2 separate regions of the Mus musculus genome follow, and region 1 is linked to region 2. A link is a contact called in public HiChIP or PLAC-seq data. All regions are on one chromosome and are shown on one strand. Each heading gives the region's core, a stretch centred on a gene start, on an enhancer-like site or on the middle of the called end of the contact. The rest is flanking DNA. Distances are from core to core; before and after follow the strand shown.

The links. HiChIP or PLAC-seq counts read pairs in DNA pulled down with a chosen protein or histone mark.
Region 1: an H3K4me3 HiChIP or PLAC-seq map of bone marrow-derived macrophages shows a contact between it and region 2, with 6 times the contacts expected there. The contact joins the promoter of Shtn1 here to the enhancer-like site in region 2. A contact is called at or near these places in 4 of 39 promoter capture datasets (hippocampal neurons, liver, neural stem cells and 1 more), 5 of 484 Hi-C or Micro-C datasets (the N1E-115 cell line, bone marrow-derived macrophages, macrophages and 1 more) and 7 of 115 datasets of contacts at active chromatin or transcription factors (bone marrow-derived dendritic cells, bone marrow-derived macrophages, embryonic forebrain and 4 more).

Annotation. Positions count from the first base shown.
Region 1 is chr19:59,074,548-59,077,706 of GRCm38.p6, forward strand. It overlaps Shtn1 (shootin 1), which reads right to left and starts at 1,522. Exons shown (of 17, transcript NM_001114312.1): 1 at 908-1,522. The coding sequence starts at 965.
Region 2 is chr19:58,977,035-58,980,207 of GRCm38.p6, forward strand. All of the region lies in intron 16 of Shtn1 (shootin 1), which reads right to left. Among named protein-coding and RNA genes, the nearest start is that of Eno4, 35 kb to the left of the region's middle. Within about 2 kb of position 1,832, at least 103 of the 459 cell types and tissues checked have an H3K27ac peak or open chromatin away from gene starts, as enhancers often do. A contact at or near this core is called in the N1E-115 cell line, bone marrow-derived dendritic cells, bone marrow-derived macrophages and 5 more, where this site is marked.

The DNA of each region.
Region 1 (3,159 bases), core at 272-2,771, 97 kb after region 2:
AAGTCCTTGCTAGGACCTCTTAAGCCACCTGGCTCAGTCACAAGACTCAGTGATGGGAAGACACCAACTTCCTGGAGAGCTGAGTCAAGAAGAGGAATAGGACCATTGAGCAGGGCCCTTCCAATGTTAGCAAGTCCTGCAGCAAAGAGCATGCATGACCTTTTACCTCCTAAACCTGTGCAGTTCCTCTTTCTTGACCCATATTCTCAAACCACACTTTGAACAGGATAATTAGTCGTGGTATTTTTAAAGTGTGTCAGATTAACTGTCTCTAGGATCTTGCTTTGTTCACAAATGTTCTGATGGCAATCATTAGCTACCAAGCGGTAGAGAAAAGCATGCAAAACGGCCTGGATTTCCAGCCCCAGCCCCGCTTCCTCATTAAGCCCCACACAGGCAGGGTGTCGACTCACTGACTAATAAATTGCTAAAAATGGGAAGTGATAAGAACACATCGGTTCCCTGAAAAATCCCAGCTGGGTAAAGAAAAAGGAACTAGACCGAACCCAAAAGAAGGGAACGCTGCAGGCCCAGGAACGCCAAAGTGTGCAAGGGTGCGGCCTCAGCTAGGAGCCAGGCCAACTGAGCCACTACCCGGCGCCCAGCGATCCTACCCTACCCGGCTCGCTACTCCCGCGTGGACTGAGGTGCGTGCCCTGACCCTGTCCACGCCCGACGCGTGTCCCTTTGCCCGGGTCGCGCGCCCTAGTCCTGCAGGGCGCGCGATCCCACTGCGGGAAGACGCTGCAGCTCCTCCGCCCAGGGCGCTGCACCCCATGGCGCTTGGGGATGCGGGGTGACCGCGGCGGCCTCACGGTCCCTTGGCCACGGCTGGCACCTGCGGCTGCGCCCAGAGCTGTCCCGCCCGAGGCCGCTGCTGGGCACCTGCGGCAGCCGGCCCACCTACCTTGCTCCTTCAAGCTGGTGATGAGCTGCAGCTGCTTCTCCTCGTCCGAGCTGTTCATTTTGGCGGGTGGGGCTGGGGATAAAAGGCAAGGAGGGAGAGGCGAGGGGGACACGGGGGAGGGGGAGCAGAAAGCAAGATGCCGGTGGCGCGGCGTGCGGCTGCACTACCCGGAAGTTGGGATCGCTCCCGCTCCTCCTCCTCCTGGCGCGCCGCACGCGGTGAGATCATCCCACGCACCTACTCGCGGGCCCTGGCTGCCCCACCTGCGGCGGGCGGGTCTGGGCGCCTGGCCCGGTAGGGGCGTGGGCCGCTGGAGGCGGGTGAAGTGTCACGGCCCTGGGGCGCCTGCGATCCTCCCAGGTGGCTGTATGCGGTTCTGCTAAGGCCGCCGCTGCGCCAGGCTTTCCACCCGAGGCGCGCACCATGGAGACTCGACCCGGGTTCCCCAGGTCCGCCACCCTAGAGCTGGACAGCGGATCTGAGCAGGACCGGACGGACCCCAGAGGACCAGGCTCCTATCCTAGTTCTCAGTCACTGCTCATTGGAGCCAGGGCTGGAAAACCCTCTGTTCTACACCATGCACCTGTCCACCAAGCAAGTGCATGTTTGCAGTCTGTCTGGCTAATTGAGTCACCGCAGTCTTGAGGAGTAGGGGGTAGTGGGTAGCAGTCTGAGGGAGGGAGGGAGGGAGGGAGGGAGGGAGGGAGAGAGAGAGAGAGAGAGAGAGAGAGAGAGAGAGAGAGAGAGAGAGAGAGAGAGAGAGAGAGAGAGAAGAGGTGATGGGGGCGTGGCAGTCTGATCGCAGTTCCAGCGTGTGTGAAGAGGCCAGAGTCAGAACCTGGGCCCTGCCTCCAAGTGCCTCACCAGGCCAGAACTGCAGGGAAGGTCATCTGGTTCCGGTGGGAGGATCTTGCATCTTGGGGAGGCTGGCACTGCACTCTGAATACCCAAGGTCACTTTGTTGCATGACAGGGAGCCTCCTGTGTAAGGACTGAAGACAGTCCTTGCCTCTCTTAAGGACCCTCGGTGGCATTTACACCCAACTCTGGGGTAGACCTGGGCAAACATATCTAGGCAGGCTTGCATTCTCCAACTCTAGTTCTCCTAACATTTGCTTGACTCTCCCAAGCTCTGGAATTGGTCTAAAGAATGGAAATAATAAAGCATACTCTTTTAGAATTTAAAAAATTGAACAGGGAGAGGAATTTGACCACAACATCAAATCTAAAAAATAGAAGTGCTTGTCTAGCATGCGCTAAGGCCCCACAATCCATCCGGTCCACCTCCAATAAGGTGGACCGAATGGATAGGTATGCCGCCTGCTCTGCGCAGAGGATTTTTTGTTTTTTATGATTACAGGTGTTATGGTTGCTAATAACAAGTTGAGAAAAGCACAGTTCTTTATTCCAATCATTAAGCGCTCCAGATAAATCCGGGTTAAGTGAGCCTTCTGCACAGCCCTCGTTTTCTTCATCCTCTCTAAACTCATATAGAACACCAGCTCTTCATTCCTTGCGTCTCAATTTAGGCAAACGCCCCAACTCGGCTGGTAGTGGCCCTGCCAGGAGACGTGTATTGATATTCCCATAGATCCTATTACCAGTATCTTTCTGGTACTCATTATTCATACCATCTCGTGGTGACCGTTGAAAAATCAGAATCGGCTATTCCCTTTTAAGAAATGGCAGTGGTTTAGAATGCATAGTTTAACTGTTCGGGTGGCCTGAGGTGGCAGTGTGGATTTCTAAGTAAAAAGAATGAAAGATGGAACTTTATGAAATTATTTCAGTGTGGGGATTTTGCTATTTGGTCCTTCCTGGAATGTTTCATAAGAATGTTTCATAAGTTCAAAATATTTTCCAGTCAGCTACAGTGATGATCATAAAGATTGGTATAGGCTCAGGACACACAAGACCAAGTTCTCTGCCCAAAGATTTGCCCCAAAAGGACAAAGGTCAAGGAGTAAGAAACAAAGACAGGAGATAGAGGATGAGGGAGAAGGAAAAGGGAACAAGGGAGGAGGGGACATGGTATTTGTCCTAGAAAGACAAAGGACAGCCTCTAGATGGGAGCCAGACATGGCCCATAGGAAAATGGTGGTTTATATAAGGTAAGGGGAGAAACCCTATGTTAGGATGAGGTGTTTAATTTTAATTGGGCATGTTAATTAGGTGAGTCAAAGGGGCTTTTGTTTCCCGGACTTCAACACTTAGATTGCTGAACCTTGGTAGTCAGCCTCAGGAGGAGGGAGT
Region 2 (3,173 bases), core at 582-3,081:
TCTCACGCGGAACCTGCACATGCATCTGAGCTGGGAAGCGGGCTGGGAAGCGGGCAAGCTGGAGGAAAAGCTGGGAGGAACCGCAGGACTGATCCACAGGCCAGCCGCTGGCACATGCCCCTCAAGTGGGTCAGCACATCGTGCCCTTCATACGCTATCCCAGATAAGCTACACATGAACTTCCTCAGGGTTCAAAGAAAACATTATTAAAACATCATCATCTCACGCCTGCCTCATACATCTCTCTTGTGGCCAACGAGAACCTGGAAACAAAGCATATGGGGTGTCCCAGGAAGTGAAGCTGCAGCTTGGCTCAGGGTCGGGTCACCAGCTTGCTTGTGCGCCCGCTGCTGTCACCCACCAGCATGTTGGAAGCATGCAAAGCGATGGATCTCACTCTGCCGTTTGGAGTGAGCAACTGCCATCGGTCCATACCAACCTCTGTTGCTCCCTTGGGCTACTGTGGGCGTTTTCATGGCCCCGTGTGTCTGCAGGCGAAGGGTGGTTAACATCTCCTAGCAAAAGCTGTCTTCATCAGCTGGGAATTAGAACTCTCCAGGAACTGCTCTCAGCATCCTATGGCAGCAACACACAGGCTGATTGATCTGAAAACTTAAAAACCTTGGACTGTCTATCTCTCCTCAAGCAAGCCACACTCGTCTGGCAGGCTAACCTGAGAAGTTGCTGGCAGGCTAGCTCCAGGATCTCACAGTTTCCTCCACTGAACTAGGCACGGTGGAGACTAGGCAGGGGGGCACTCCCTTGGAACCCCAGGGCAAGACAGAAGAGAGTAAGAGCGGCCATCTATCCAAACTGCCCTTTTGTAGATGGGGGCAGTTCTGTGTGCAGAGGGGGACAGCCTGGCCTAAGAGTACGCTGCTCCTGAGTGGCAGAGCCAGTGCAGGAGTCTGAGCTGTCTTCTCTTTAGGATTGAGCTATTTTCCAAATATAGCACAGGTGCCACAGCGTAATCTGTGGACATTTCTACTAGTTTATTTCCATTGTTTCTATCTGCAACTTTCAGATCAATGCTGTCTTTCAGAGGACAATGCTCAATGCTCAAGCTTCCTGGTTTGATATCACTAGGTCCTTTCCTAGGTCTCCCGGGGACCTTCTCAAAGCTCCTTTTAGAGCCTGAAGCCTTCTTAGAACATTCCATCTCTATCCCCATGATGCCACTGATGGTAAAGTTGCCAGGAGACAAGCCTCAGAGTATGCCTGTGGAGCAATTATTTAGACTAAGTTAATGAGGGAAGGCCCACCCTGAATGTGGGCAGCACCATTCCCTAGGCTTGTATCCTGGACTGAATATTAGAAAGAGCTGACTTGTAGCATTCACTGTCCTCTGATTCCTGAGTATGGATGCAATGTGCATGGCTGCCTTGACCTTTAGCTATCAGGTTTTCCCTGTCACAGTGGACTAATGCACTGTCACACTATCAGCACAAATTAACCCTCTCCACCTTAAGATGCCTTTGTTAAAGTATTTTTATCATAGCAACAGAAAAGGCAACTAATACATTCCCAATCCCATGTCCTTCAGGGGCAGTACTGAGAACCTAGGCTACTATTCAAGGAAGCCATGTGGGTCTAGAGGTTTGAACCCAACAAAGGCTCAAGCAGTACTACCATAGGGGCCTGGTCCACGGTGGCTCCGTCCACCTCCTCCTTCAATGCAGCATCTAAGGACAGTTACTACTAATAAGCAATTAAAGTTGATACTTGTAAAAGAGCCACGGCAGCCCTTCTCCCGATGCAGCAGGATCTGTAGAGCAGAACTGCTGAGTCACAGAGAGAGAGGAAGGCTACATGAGTCGGTCGGACCCTCCCTGTAGAGCAGAACTGCTGAGTCACAGAGAGAGAGGAAGGCTGCATGAGTCGGTCGGACCCTCCCTGTCATATGTAAACCCCAGGCGGCCAAAGTGAAATGATCTGTCATTTACCAGCACAGAACCTGCATCAGAAGTCTGGGGGGGGCCCAGACTGCAGAATCGTGTAGTTAGTTATCCATGATCTGCTATAACAGACCTTCTTCATGAGTCATTCTGGATCATGTGCTCAGCAGTTGTTTCAAGACACTCCCTCCCCCACCCCCGAAAGCAAGCCAATTAAAAACTGGAATTCAAGATCTCAAACTGCAACTCTATTACAGCTGACAGCTACTGTCCCCCAACTGTAGGAGAGCCAGAACAAAGGGCTCTGGCTGGCAAAGAAAGACCTGACCTGCCTCCAAATCACACAGGTGTAAGAAGAATCAGAAGTGTTGCAGTTTCAGCAAAGCTGCACTTGGTAAAGGGATTCGTTGTTTCTCAGACTGTGTCACAGGGGACAGAGGCAAAGCATTCTGTGTGCTTGCCCCCCCCCAAAAAAAAAACCATCATTGTTTGCATTCAATGAAATTCCTTTCAAAATCAACTTTCCACATCTCAATTATATTCAACAACATTCTAGCTAACATTTCGGCTGCAATTCAAATTAACTAATGCCCCAAAGAGCCCCTAATCGACACGGTTCTGAGCTCAATTGAATACAATCAAAGCTCAGGAAATGAAGGGGGGAATGCTTATTTCATGCAAATTCTGAATATCGCTCAAGCTTAATTTTACTGATAATATAAAGGTGGGACATTTTGAGCATTACAGAGAATGAAACCTTTAAGCGGTGAGAGTTATTTTATAAAATGCTACCTCTGAAAAGCTGATTGCCAAACAGTATAAAAACGGTTTGAGGCATAAATGCCAAGTTCATTTCTATTTCACTTCTGAGGTAACTATCTTTCAAATCGCAACAGCTGGACTATTTAACACAATCTGGTGAATCACGGTGTAGCGCTTCTCTGGTCTCCCAGTGGGACGTCTGCATTAGTCTGTGGCAGCCATCCAACAAATGACGTGCAGTGGCCGGTCTGAACTCTGTTTCATTTACAATAAAAAACGGATAAAACCACAATCATATTTGCCACCTTCAAGGATGGAAAATGGAAAGATTTAAATTTGTCTTTATAAAGTAGTTTTCTGGGAAAACTCCAAAGAGGAAGTCAGTTTCTATTTCCCTAGTGTATAAATGAGTCTTGCTTCCCCCTCCAGTCCCTGCAGCGAGCAGAGTGGTGAAGGGAGCTGGCCTTACTAAAGCTGATGTTCATTGTTTCTTTCAGAAACTCTTGATTTTTTTTT